3 separate regions of the Mus musculus genome follow, and regions 1 and 2 are each linked to region 3. The links are chromatin contacts, called in public HiChIP or PLAC-seq and promoter capture Hi-C maps. All regions are on one chromosome and are shown on one strand. The core of a region is the stretch at or near the end of the contact, and the rest is flanking DNA. Distances in the headings are between cores, read along the strand shown. Region 1 holds the start of Rpap3 (RNA polymerase II associated protein 3). Region 2 holds the start of Rapgef3 (Rap guanine nucleotide exchange factor (GEF) 3). Region 3 holds the start of Senp1 (SUMO1/sentrin specific peptidase 1).

Region 1 (4,419 bases), core at 24-2,523, 390 kb after region 3:
ACATGCACGCCTGGTGCTAAGAGGCCAGAAGAGGGCGTCAGATCCTCTGGAATTGTAGTTACAGAACTGTTAACTACCACATGGGTGCTGGGAACTCAAGTTTTCTGCAACAGGGAACAGCATTCTTTCTTTTTCTTTTCTTTTTTTTTTAAAGATTTATTTATTTATTTATTTATTTATTTATTTATTTATTTATTTATTGTATGTGAGTACACTGTAGTTGTACAGATGGTTGTAAGCCTTCATGTGGTTGTTGGATATTGAATTTAGGACCTCTGGAAGAGCAGTCAGTGCTCTTACCCGTTGAGCCATCTTGACAGCCAGGGAACAGCATTCTTAACCATGGAGACTTCTCTTCAGTTTCTGATCTTTACTTTTAAATGAACTTAAAAGACAACCAGTCACACCATGAGGGAAAGAAAGATCCTAATGATATGACCTAGTGAGGAAAGACCAGGGGCGGTTTTTCATTGACAGGCAGGTAGATTAGTGTTTTGCAGCTGCACAGCTGTACCCAGTGCTTTGAAAATGACTGATGCTGAAGTTGTATCGAAGATTAATTATGTCAAACCTCTGGGATAAGATTCATAAATCAGCGTGTGTGGGATACACACCTGCACGGCTGCCTCCCTTGTGTGATTCGAAGGTTCAGTCAAACTTGTGAATGAATAACTGATCTTTGAGATGATATGTTTTCCATTCAGTTTGAAAAAAGTTGGTTTGTGGACTTAAAAAATTATACCCATTGCATTGTACAACAGAGTTATTACATAGGAAACAGCTTCACTCACAAAGGAAGCAGAAGCAAGCATTACAGGTTTCAGTCATTCTTTTAGATAAGCCAGGGTCTATCTAAAGATAGACACAAGCCCGAAATCTACAGATAATCTTAGAAAAGGAAAAAGATTAGTAGCAAAAAAGCACAAGGAAGACCAGCAGCCACATACAAGACTCAGAGAGAAAACAGCAGAGTTCCAGCATTGACAGTTCTTAGAAGTTACAGTAACTTTCTCCTAGGATTTTCAGAGGCTACAAACATCTCGTTAGTGGAAAGCAGGGCAGCTCTCAGAAACACAATCGAGGGGAGTAAAAGGCTTTATGCTTTGGAGGTCAATACGTCAAGATGGGTGCACTTTGGGGGATCCTCACGCTTAGTCTAGAAGAGGTTAGAACATCAGTCTACGTCCACCGCCAGCAAAGCAAGAGCAGCCGAGCGCGGGAGCCGAACCTTCTGCGCACGCTCGAGCGGCGCGCGGGGCCTTGTGGGAAGGCGCAGACCTCCGGCGGTGGTGTAGGACGCCGTGCGTCTCCCTGGAGCCGGTGAGGTTGGTGGCCGCCGTGGCGGGTGAGTAGGCTTTACCGTTCCCGCTGGCTGCAGGGGCGTGGGGTGGAAGAGCGGGGCTGGGCCCGGGCCGGGAGCAGCGGCGGGGCGCCGGGGCTGGTTCCCGAGTGCGCTCTCCGCGCGCTGCCCAGGGTTCGGCCTGAGCTGGCTCCGCGTCCGGGCTCGGGCGGTCTGCGGTGGCGGGACCTCCGGAGCCACGGTCCCGCGAGGGCGGCGGACCTGCGGGCTCCGTCAGGCCAGGGTATGCAGGCTTGGCTTGATACGGGACGTGAACGTGGTTCCCCAGGCTCTGGAAGTTTCTGGTTGCCTGCGGAACGAACCCCGTCCTGGCAGCATGGGCTGCCCTAGGACCCGGGGGTGGGTGGAAGGAGAGCTGCCGCCCTTACAGCATCTCATGGTCTGCTTGTTTGTTTAGAGACAGGGTTTCTCTGTAGCCCAGGCTGCCCTGCAATTCGCTGTGTAGTAGACCATGCTGGCCTCGAACCGCGGGCCTCTGCCTCCCTCCTGAGTGCTGGGATTGAAGACGTGCAGCGTTTAAGGGTCTCGTTTTGCAGGTGTACTGGTTTGTGTTCAGCAAAGCGTTATGCGGGATTTGTTTATGAATGAAATGCATGCGCATAACCAAAAGTGGACACTGCTTGACGCTTAAACTGCCTCGTTGAGGCTGAGTCAGAAGATCCGTTTTACACTTTTTGTTTGTTTGTTTTGTTTTGTTTTTCGAGACAATGTTTCTCTGTGTAGCCCTGGCTGTCCTGGAACTCACTCTGTAGACCAGGCTGGCCTTGAACTCAGAAATCCGCCTGCCTCTGCCTACCGAGAGCTGGGATTAAAGGCGTGCATCACCACTGTCGGGCCGAGCCGTTTTAAACAGCCTCTTTTTACTGGGGGTGGGGGGTGGGGGGGGGGAAAGCTCTTATAACCTCCCTCCAAGTATTCCTATCTTAAGGTACCTAGTCCAGTCACTTTACCCATTGTATCTATCTGCCTGTCTGTCTTCTGTCTCTCTTACAGTCTTCAGCATCTTTCACATGTTGGCAAATGCTATGTCCTAGCCCTTTAAAACTTACTCTTAAGGTGTGCTAAGGCGTCATGTTGAGTTTAATTTGTGAGGCCCCCTCTGCCTCCTGGATAGCTGGAACCAGAAGCAGTGGTCGACTGTGCACCGCTGTGAGCTTCATGTGCTTCCAATGGAGTTACATTAGGAAAGACAACGTTAACCCCTGTCCCATGTAACGTGATTCATTTAACTCATTTCTATCCGTAAAAATCCTGCGACTATTCTCAGTCTTTTTATGACCTAACGCCATGAACATACGAGCACGTGTGTGCGCTGCTAAACTTTCCTACTTAACATGTTAATTTTCTCAGGCGGTGGGTGGGTGGCAGCTCTCATATGGGCCCAGCTCCCTATAGGTACTGCCACCTCCTTTTTCTGATCTTCCTGTTCCCTAAGGCTGCCACTCTTCAGGCCCTGCCGAGCTTCCGTCAGTACAGTCTCTGAGCACGTTCAAATGCAAGAGTTTCTACCTTATTAATGGTGTCACCCACATTTCTCTCTAGTCCTTTCTATCTACTCAATACCTTCTGATGGCCCCTAAGTGCTCACATTCAACATATTCCAGACTGAAACAATCCTCTTACTCATCTGCCCCCTCCCCCAACGTGCGCGTTTTCCTTTTACAATTGCATTGCTTTGCCAAAGTTTTATTTTCACGCTATGCATATGTGGCGTGCGACGGTGCATGCATGTGCCATGGCACACACATCAGACGACAACTTTGTGGAGTCAGTTTTCCCTTTGCACCTGTGTGTGGGTGGGGTACCAGGGATCGTGTGGGTACCACTAGGTATCACCAAGCCTTAACGTTGTTAGGCTTGCGTCGTGTTGAGTGCTCTAGTCAGGAGCCTCCTTTCCAGTCCCTCAGAGCTGGATTTCTTGACTTAAAAAGATATTACCAGTTTCTACCAAGCAGAAATCTAGAACATCGTTTAAATCTTTCTCTTCTTCCCAACGTCTCGATCTAATCAGGCATCGGGTTATTTTTATATTACCAGTCAATTACTTTTATGTGACTTTTAGAATGTCGGCTATCACCCCCAGGCCTGGTGTGTTACTGTCTGCCCCGAGTCAACTTTTCACCTCTTCTTTGTCCCTCAGCTTTTCTCTGCTGCCTGGTCCTCCCTGCTCCTCACTTGATTGGCCTACTCTGACCTTGAGTCTTTTGTTACTACTGGGCTCTCAGGCATGCACCATCTCACCAGGTGTAAATGCGGTTTTCTACTTAACAGTACGCTGAAGTGATGATGGTTTTACGGGGACGCACCCCCTCATCGTAAATAGATGCATCTGCCGTTCTGATTCTCAAAACTTTGTGTGCTCCAGACTTGGCAGGACACGATGACTTCGGCGAGTAAGGCAGTTGAGTTGCAGCTCCAGGTGAAACACAACGCAGAGGAGCTGCAGGACTTCATGAGGGACTTGGAGCACTGGGAGAAGGACATGAAGGAGAAGGACCTGGAGCTGAGAAGACAGGGTGGCGTTGCCGAGGAGGTGAGCGAAAGGTCTCTGCTCATGTGCAGCGGAACCTACTTATCATCAGTGTGTGTACCACGTGGGTGTGCATGTACAAACACACACACACACACACACACACACACCAGCATGCCACAGCACAGGATTACAAGTCAAAGGACAACCCCCTGGGGTTGGTTCTCTCTTGTGGGCTCCAGGAATCGAACTTGAGTCAACAGGCTTGCAACAAGCACTTTGACCTGCCCAGCCATGTTATCGTTAAATTTAAATTATAGAAATATTTAAAAATAAAGCATGGCCCTGTAAAATGTGCTGTCGAGTCCTGAGGTTGCCTGGAATCCTAGTAGTCGGGCAGTGGAGGCAGAAGGATCTAGAGTTTAAGTTAGGTGGTGGTGGCGGCGCACACTTTATCCTACCCAGCACTTGGGAGGCAGAAGCAGGCAGATCTCTGTAAGTTTGAAGCCAGCCTGATTTATAGAGCAAATGCCTGGACAGCCAAGACTACAAGGAGGAACCCTGTCTAGCCTGGGCTATATAAGATCTT
Region 2 (4,304 bases), core at 715-3,214, 330 kb after region 3:
CTCTCGGATCTTCCCTTCCCTGAGGGAGACACAGCTGAGAACTTTTCCTGGTGTTCCCGATGCTAGCCTGACTCTACAGAACTGGACTGCTGGTGTATCCATGAAGTGTTTGTGAGTGAATGAGTTGCCGCTGCTGCCTGCTGAACTGAACTGCCCATTTCCAACTTCCCCCATATCCTTTCTTTCCCACTACCTCTGGTGGCTGATGGGCTAAAGGCAGGTTAAAGTGTTTAAGAACCATCATTAAAAAAACCATCATTGCCGGGCGGTGGTGACACACGCCTTTAATCCCAGCACTTGGGAGGCAGAGACAGGCGGATTTCTGAGTTCGAGGCCAGCCTGGTCTTCAAAGTGAGTTCCAGGACAGCCAAGACTATACAGAGAAACCCTGTCTCAAAAAACAAAAAACAAACAAACAAAAAAAACCACCCCCCCCCAAAAGGCATTAAAAGAAGTAGTCACAGGTCCTGCTGCATCTCTTAGCATCTTTCTCCCCTGACCTAAGTGGGGCAGCAGGAATAGGAAACACCCCCTTCCTACTCCACAGTTAGTTTCAGAAAACTCTTTTGCAAGACCTACTAGGGCAGATCCAGCATCCTGACTGCGGCCACCATTTCACCTACAACTGCACATGCGAGACACTACCCACCCATCTCCTCTCCTTTTAAGCCAAGTATACGAGCTATTCTTCGAATTGTAAGGCAGACTTCTTTCTAGGTTTCCCTCTTTCCTCACAGGGGCAGAGAAATCTTCACTAGTGTGCCTCAAAGGGTGGGCACTACAGACGACCTGTTTGTTCAAAATGTTCATTCAAAGCTCAGACTTTCCATTTCATGCCAATAGGATGGAACCAGAATTTGAGGAGTTAAACCAGTCGTGCCCTTGGGGAGAGAAAAACTGTTGAGACACACACACATTTAAATTCAGTTTTTAAATGATGGTTAAAGTTCTCAGTTCTGGGTGGAAATGGGCTTAGCTATGCTGGATTTAGCCCTCTCTCCCGCTTCCTGGCTTAATGGCAGTGGGAAAGAAGAGAGGAGGCTAGAAAGCTTTAAAACGCTGGGGTGGAACCTGTGCCTTCTTCTAGACCCTCATCAATGTCCTGAGCAATCACCGGGCGCCACGGAAATCACCGTCCCTGGTCACAGTCTGTCCACTAGGAAGCAGGAGCGAGTGAGACGAAGTGCGAAGTGCCGGCCATCTGTGCGGAAGGGGCAAAGAGGCCCAGGGAGGAGGTGTGCTCTGCCTTCACCACCTAGCCGGGCATAGGGGAGCATTTGGGGGGCGGGGCATGGCCCCAAAGCCCAGGCTGTCTTTGAAACTCTGCAACAAATCCGAGTCCCGGCACAGTAAATCCAACCACTTGTCTCTCTCTCCATCTGGAATGCAGTCCCTCCCCGCCAGCCTCAATTTCCCCACCCGCGCCAGTGTATGCGTTTGGGAGGGCAAAGGTGGGAAGCCAGGCAACGAGATTCCCCCACGGGAAGGCTGCCCAGTTCCAGCCCCGGGCTGCTGGAAACCCTGAACCCAAACGGGAGGCCGGACGCCCCAGGCCAGGAAGCGGCCCCAGCCCGGATTTCCCTCCCGGGTGGGGCCGCCATGACTCACTCCCTCCCCCTTCCCTAGTTTCCTTGTTTGCATTTCTCCTCTTGGCCACGTGGCGGCGGGTGCAGCCATCACCGCCCCTAACCCGGCACCCGGGCAGCTGCAGGGGCAGATACCCTAAGGCACTTCCTACCCGCTGAGGCTTCGGGACAGGAGCTTGAACCCACTGACGTAGTCTCGGGTAGGGACTCCATCAGCTGTTGGTTCTGCCCCTTCCCCTATGCCCACCCCTACCGTAAAGCTCGTGCCTGCTCCCCGCCCCCTCGGCCTGTCCGGGGAGGGGAAGGGGCGGGCAGCGCAGGGGGTGTGACAGCTCCCGCCCGGACCAGTGCCAGCTGCAGCTTCGCTTGAACGCCCTGTGCCAGCTGGCTCTTACATCTGGGACGGAGGCGGAGGCTTGGAGTTCTTAGCCTTTGGGAAGGGGTGGGGGCTGCCCCACACCCCCAGCCCTCTATTCACCCAGGACAAACCCTATCTGCCTAGCCCTGCATCTTGCTGCTCCAGGCAACCTGTCTGACTAGGGGCTGGCCCTTCGCTGCATCTCGGGACTCACACTCATACCGCTCCAGGGATCCTGCAGCCTCTTGCTAGGGCGAGCACCGCGGTGTGAGCTGGAGAAGAAACATGAAGGTAAGGTGGGCCGGAGTCAGGGCCAAAGAAAGCTGCTGGAAAGGGCGGGAGAGGAAGCCGACACGTGGGGGAGTTTGGGTGGGAGAGAGTGGCGGGGAGGAGAATTTGAGGAAAAGCTGCTTCTGGGGATCTAGTGTGTGTACAAAGGTGGACATGCCTTCAGGACATGGGTAGTGAGGTGGGGCCGAATTCCAGCCAGAACTGAGAAGAGCCCCATCGTTGTGAGTTGAGTGGAGACCCCTAGGTGCGCCAAGCCAGCAGGACCCGGGGCAGGTCTTCCTGTCCCTCCCCCGGCTCCTGGCAGGGTTGCCGCACCTCCGCATGACCAGTCCAAGTCCAGAGGACGCTAAGCCAGGGGTGGTAGTGGGGAGGTCCAGCTCCTCCGGCCGATGGCTGTCCTCTTTCCTCCCCACATCACAGGTCAGCTGGCCAGGTGAGAACCACTGGCAGGTGGGCCCAGCTGTGGTGGAGAGTCCAGCTGTGGGGGCACCGCAGGTGGGAGGTCTCCCGGACGTGGTTCCGGAGGGCACGCTGCTCAATATGGTGTTGAAGAGAATGCACCGTCCCCGCTGCTGCTCTTACCAGCTAGTGTTCGAGCACCGGCGCCCCAGCTGCATCCAGGGACTCCGCTGGGTGAGTACCGGCCATCTGCCAGGCTGGGTCAGGGCTGGAAGAGTCGGGATTGTAGTGCTGGTGGGCCAGGCAGCTTTCTCCAGAGCAAATTCATCTGGGTGAAGAGAAGGCATTGAAGTTTGGTGGCAGTGTGTGTTTTGCTGGTCACACAATGAGCCTGTATGCCTGTATGCCCCGTGTGTATGGCATGCTGCGCTGCCCCATTCAGCCACCGGTGGGTGAGCAGGAAAGGGTTTTATCATTTATCCATCACTTCCATGTGCCAGGCATGGGCTTACATGTTTGAGTTCTTTCTGTGAGGCAGTGGGAGATGTGGGGCTAGGTCAAATGGGGGTGAAATTAGCTTGGTTACTGTTCCTGACACATCACCGTGGCAACGGTCTCCTTTTGTGAACAATTGAACTGGGCTGAATCTGTTTTTTGGCTCCTGGGGTGAGGTATTTGCGTGGATAAAGCTTGGCACCGGCCACGGGGGACTGAAGAGGTTTCAGGGTGGAGAAGGACTGCTGAAGGAAGCCAGTGAGAAAGACAGGGCTAGGGAGGGGGAAGCCAGGAACCAGGCTCCAGGCTCCAGGAGTCTTCTCTTTCCAACTACTGGGCACAACAGTCCTGTCTGTATGCTCTCTCTCTCTCTCTCTCTCTCTCTCTCCCTCTCCCTCTCCCTCTCCCTCTCTCTCTCTCTCTCTCTCTCTCTCTCTCTCTCCCTCTCTCTCTCTCTCTCTCTCTCTCTCTCTCTCTCTCTCTCTGTGTGTGTGTGTAGGGGGCAGAGGGTACTGTGTGGACGGTGGAGAGAAGACAGGAATGGGTGACAGTCTTAGAGAGGATCATCTCTCACCAGCAAGTCTTTTTGAGTAAAAAAATATCATCATTGGTTATCTCCTTTTCCTACCTTGTCCAAACACTACTTCCATTTCTAATAGAGGACACTGGGCTGAGAAAGCCCCAGGTGGGTCTAGAGGAGACCCTTGGACACTGGAGTTGAGTCCCTGCTAGCCCCTCTCTCCCTGCGTCTTTCTGATAGGGGCGGGGATGGGAGGGGAGGCTTGTCCTACCCCACAACCCTACACAGGCTCTGGGTCAGTCCAGTAGTTCCTGCTGCAATCTAGCCGGCTGGAACCCGCCCTCCCTTTCAGGCTATAATTACTTGTGCATTTCCTGTCCCCTTCCCAGCTTGGGGAAGCTAGGTAGGGGGTAGGAGAAGGTCAGTTACCGGGACAATGAGGTCACTGGGGAATTTCTTGGGATCGGAAGTTTGAGAGGGTGGAGAAGTCCTCTTCAATCTCGTTCTCCCCTAAGACCTCAGAAAGGACGGGCCAGATTGTGTGGGGGCTGCTGGGGTGTAAAGGGGGTCAGAGGTCTGAAAGCAAGGCCCTCTTCTGCCAGGTATGGAGGCAATGGGTCTAGGCTGCTTGGAATAACTGTTTCCCCTCTCCCCA
Region 3 (4,614 bases), core at 1,370-3,869:
TTGGCACACAGTAGAAACGAAGGAAGTATTGTCAGTGAACTGGCTCCAATATAGATGCTTTTAAGTTGAGAAGGAACATATAGATGTGTTCCTAAAATTTAATATAAAGTATTGGTGAGTTGAACCTTTATTAAATTATACAAGATAAACCTGTTATTAAATGTTTCCCAGGGTAAATTTTATAGTCTTTGGAATAATTTTTTGTTTTGTTTTTGTTTTTCGAGACAGGGTTTCTCTGTTTCTCTGTGTAGCCTTGGCTGTCCTGGAACTCACTTTGTAGACCAGGCTGGCCTGGAACTCAGAAATCAGCCTGCCTCTGCCTACCGAGTGCTGTGATTAAAGGCATGTGCCACCACCACCCAGCTTGGAATAATTTTGTAACATAATAATAATACCTTAATTTAATCCATTGGTGGGAGTTTCACGTTTTTCTATATAAGGTTTACTAACAACATGGAAGTCGAACTACATAGCTTAGAGTAATGAGGGAGGCAAGTGACTTAGCATGGCTATGGCTTGGAAACCATGTGAGCACATCTCTCAGAGTTTCCTGTGTTGAGATCATGGCATCCGGGGCATCATGGGCTCTGCTGGGAGGGAATGGCCTGGGCAGGAGCTAATGAGGTCCCATGGGTCCCAGTCAGCTCCTGTTGAAGAAGGCCGTTATAAGACAGACATACAGACTGCGCCCCGCCCTGACCCCATCTGGCTTACTGTGTGATTCCCTCCTTCTTCTTGCTTATGTTCTTGCTGTCATGTGGCTCAACCAAGGGAATCCTAAGCAGAAGCCAAACAAAAGAAGCTGCCTATTCGTGGGCTTCCAGCTTCCTAAGTTTCCTAAACCGTAAATAAAATTCATTCTCTACATTACCCCGAATTGGGTATTTTGTCACCGTGACCATCATGCTGTGAACAAACCTTTTGCTCTTCACCGCGCCTTTCCCCACCAATCCCCATTGTTTACTCACAGGCCTCACCAGTGTCAGGAATAGATACAGGTCCCACGGTGCTTGGATCATCATCCATACCGTCTAGTCTCCACTGGTCATCTGCCTTTGACTCCGGTATGGTCATGTTGGAGGTTGAAGCTTCCCCCGCTGGGAAGCGATAACTGTGGGTCACCATCAGGGTGGGGACCAGGGAGGGTGTGCTCCTTTCTCTTCTACTTTCCCTAAGAGGCTTAGCTATTCAGAACTTCTTTTGAATAAACACTTAGCATAAACGCGGTAAAGACGATTAAGAGAATGGATTGTTCTCAGTAACTAGTTTACTACCTCTAAACGATTCTATTCCTTTAGTATTAACAGAGGCAAAGCAGAACATATCACTACCAGTTAGAAAAGAGTGGAAGTTCTCTTTAAGTCCTGACTTACATGTTTGGGGGTGCCCACTGAGTATCAACAAGGACTCCTACTACAAGTCACCCCAGATAGGTTAGAATAATCTATAAATTAAATAGAAATCAACACCCTTCCCATGTTCCATGTTTCTTGTTCTCAGCTCCCAAGTCTTCCTCCTTTGCCTGGGATGAGGATAGCATCTCCCTTATACTTGTACAAAGAAAACACCCCAACACGGTGACAAAATATTTTTCCTACTAGGAATAGAAAACAAGCCCGTCGACCCCTTAAGTTTATAATTCTGCCAGAAGCTCTCATCCTGTATAGCTCTGAGAGAACATATCCCTTGTCACTATAACATAATCAATGGTACCTGTGCTCTGAGTAGTCCTGACTACTTGGCGAGACTCAATCACGCACATGAAAAATCTCAGCTGAAACTCCTCTCTACGCATGGCTACTTCCTAGAAGTAAAGAAAGTTTAATCCAAATAAATAGATCCATAGAATATTTAAAGTGTCAAAGGTCAACATGGTCTAGGTACACTTAATACCACTGGGTTTTAGGACTTGGCCATATAAAAATATCAGCATATAAGGTGATATAATCGTTTATATACATAACAAGTCAGGATCCCCTGAAGAAACAAGTTTATCTCCTTATGCTTAGAGAATAGATGAGGCTGGCAGATTCCAGAGGCTTTTCTTTCTTCAAGAGTGAATTCAGACAGGCAGTCACCTGGGTCTAGAATACTATTCTGAAGCCTCTTTCCAAATAGGGCCTGCGCCAGAGGCGTAATTAAATTAAGAAGCTCGGTAAGTAATTTGAATGAACAAGTTAATTTTTCCTCCATTCTGTCTTTAAAAGTCTGGCATTGATTACATGTTTAAGACCTCTGGTGAATCCCACTAGAGATCACTGTTTAAAATTATTCCAGTTATATAAGGCTAGGTGTGTTGTTAAGAGTCTAAGCTAAGGTGTTCCCAAAGTTTCTTAGTCTCTGCTCTTCCCCCTAGCCCCACTTCCTGTGATCAGTCAAGCGTGTCAAGCGTGACAAGATGCACACTAATTTTCAGAAGCTAGAGGTAAAAATCAATTTAGAACTCAAAATGAGGATTTGTCGGGGAAGGCGCAGGTTTCCAAACATCTAGGGCCCTAGCGAACAGCTGCCATGGAAACCTGTGCGTAAGCCAAAAAAAGGTCACCGAACGGAACCAGATGACAGCGGGTCAAGGAGCCGAGGGACAGAGAAAACCAAAGGACGGCGGGCGCACTAACAGTACTCCAAGTGCGACGAAGAGAAAAAGCCCCAGTCTGACAGGGTGACAGGGAGATGGAGACGCGAGTCAAACGCTCCCTCCACGTCTCGGGCCTCGCCACCTCGCGCAGGCGTCCCGCGAGCCTGTAGCTCGCTCTTTGACCTCTTGTCCCACCCCCTTCCCTCCTCCGCGCCCGCCAAACGGTCTTCCGGTAGAGTAAAGAAGGTTCCGGTTCCCGGAGGTTCCCGGGCTTTGCGGTCCGCGCCCGGCCGGAAACCCCTTTGCCTAGCAGCCGGTTCCGGTTCGGTGAGTGGCGGCGGGAAACTGGGGGAGGGGTGAGGATGGAGGGAGACCGGGCCGGGAGGCTGTGTCAGGCTGGGCCCGCGGGCCTCGGCGGGGCCGAGCGGAAAGGAGGACGGCGGTGGGGACCGTGCCCTGTCTTCCGCCCCGCCCCTTGGGACCACCTCCATTCCCCCCTGCTGCCCGGTCGCGGCTGCCTGGCCCGGGTCTGGTAGTTGGGCTCACTGAGGCCGCCCTTTCAGCCCTCCGGTCTCCCGACCCGCGGAGAGGCCATCTCCCCGCGGTCACAGCACGGCCTCCTTCTACATCCCACTCTACTTTTCCAAAGAGAGAAGGCCGGTTGGGATCGCGGGAGTTTCCCGCCAGAGCAGGGTCCCCGGGAGGAAGAGCTGTTCTCTACGAGGAAGTTGAGCTGTCGCTCCCACCTGCTTCGCCTCTCTTCTTCCTTGAAACCTGAATGCTACTCCTCGCCTACCGAGTCTCACGTAAAACAATTCTCCAACTCTTTTTACCCTGTGATAATTCCCTGGGATGTGATATTGCTAGAGCCACCACCAGAGAGAAACGTCTGGACCCTTCTGCATAGGTTATGAAAACCCCCTTAACTGCCGCCGTCTCCTTACCTGGCTCATCGCCTCTTGGTAATGAATTCCCTTGAACCTTTTCTTCGTATACCCTAACGTGATCTTTCTGGATATATGCTGGCTTCCTCTTGTCTTGAGCTTGGTGATTTCTGTTTTATCAGTACCTCTACAGTTTTTCTGTTATCTTGTTGGCAATAACTTGCTCCTTTATCACTTTTAAGGCACACTTGTTAAAATTACTTACTTCACGTGGCATACTTAATTGTATTTGGAGTGATGGTGATTCTTGCAAAATTTTGTATAGTCCTTTTATGTGCAATCAACCATTTGATGTAGGGTTTTCGATGTAGTAGGACATTCTGGATGAAGTAAAACATGTTTAAGTATTCTTCATAAAGATGATTTGTATTCACGACTCTTGCTGAAATGTGGATTACTGCCCTTGAGGTTACAGTGACACCTGTAATAGTGACCTGAACCTTCCAGTTAGACTACCTGTCCCCCCCCCCACCCCACCCCCTCTTTAAAGAGCTTCATTCCCTGATTTCAGTCAATTATCCAAACGGCAAACGTGGGTAGCCTATCACTCATCTGATGAATTAGGTCTGGAGAGGGAGTGGATGAGTTTACAAACAGGTTCTGCCACTTGTGGCTAAGGTGATGTAATTTTCTTCTTCCACTGTCTTCTCTTTCTCCTACCCGTCATACTAGTTTTGCTGTCTGTGTGACTGGATCTGGCTTCCTCGCCTGGCCTGAAAACTACTAAAGGGCAAAGGCCAGAGCTTTCTTGTGTTTATATCCCAGAACCCCACACTTAGTGTATGTGTGTAAGAAGTTAAGTACTATTTAAAGGTTAGAATAGTAAGGTGCTTAAGGTACTAATTTAACTGGGGGAGAGAGTCCACATAAAAATACTATGGTGCGGACCTGAACAGATGATGGCGAAGTGTAAAGTGTATCACAGGTGACAGATGATGGTGAAGTGTAGACTGTATCACAGGGTATCATTGTGTTATTCGCATGCTTACTTGCACATGTTGGCTCTGGATACAGGTAACTGTACAGGGCTATATTTTTCTAGTAGCTTCATTAGTGCGCTAAAAATTAATTTTTGTAATGATCTCTTCCAAA

What was found. Promoter capture Hi-C pulls out the DNA fragments that hold promoters and counts their contacts. HiChIP or PLAC-seq counts read pairs in DNA pulled down with a chosen protein or histone mark.
Region 1: a contact with region 3 is called in an H3K4me3 HiChIP or PLAC-seq map of bone marrow-derived macrophages, with 4 times the contacts expected there. The contact joins the promoter of Rpap3 here to the promoter of Senp1 in region 3. A contact is called at or near these places in 1 of 39 promoter capture datasets (embryonic stem cells), 5 of 115 datasets of contacts at active chromatin or transcription factors (the 230-238 cell line, bone marrow-derived macrophages, pancreatic cancer cells and 2 more) and 2 of 9 other capture datasets (adipose tissue and liver).
Region 2: a contact with region 3 is called in a promoter capture Hi-C map of pre-B cells, with 2.7 times the contacts expected there. The contact joins the promoter of Rapgef3 here to the promoter of Senp1 in region 3. A contact is called at or near these places in 5 of 39 promoter capture datasets (the 3T3-L1 cell line, hippocampal neurons, liver and 2 more) and 1 of 9 other capture datasets (adipose tissue).

What each region holds. Positions count from the first base shown.
Region 1 is chr15:97,702,676-97,707,094 of GRCm38.p6, reverse strand. Rpap3 (RNA polymerase II associated protein 3) reads left to right here and starts at 1,273. Exons shown (of 17, transcript NM_028003.2): 1 at 1,273-1,345; 2 at 3,726-3,893. The coding sequence starts at 3,741.
Region 2 is chr15:97,765,326-97,769,629 of GRCm38.p6, reverse strand. It overlaps Rapgef3 (Rap guanine nucleotide exchange factor (GEF) 3), which reads left to right and starts at 1,964. Exons shown (of 28, transcript NM_001177810.1): 1 at 1,964-2,235; 2 at 2,656-2,868. The coding sequence starts at 2,230. Rapgef3os2 (a long non-coding RNA gene) reads right to left here. Exons shown (of 3, transcript XR_384421.2): 2 at 1,739-2,962; 3 at 793-1,255.
Region 3 is chr15:98,091,574-98,096,187 of GRCm38.p6, reverse strand. It overlaps Senp1 (SUMO1/sentrin specific peptidase 1), which reads left to right and starts at 2,619. Exons shown (of 18, transcript NM_144851.5): 1 at 2,619-2,905. It also overlaps a transcript of Pfkm not described here.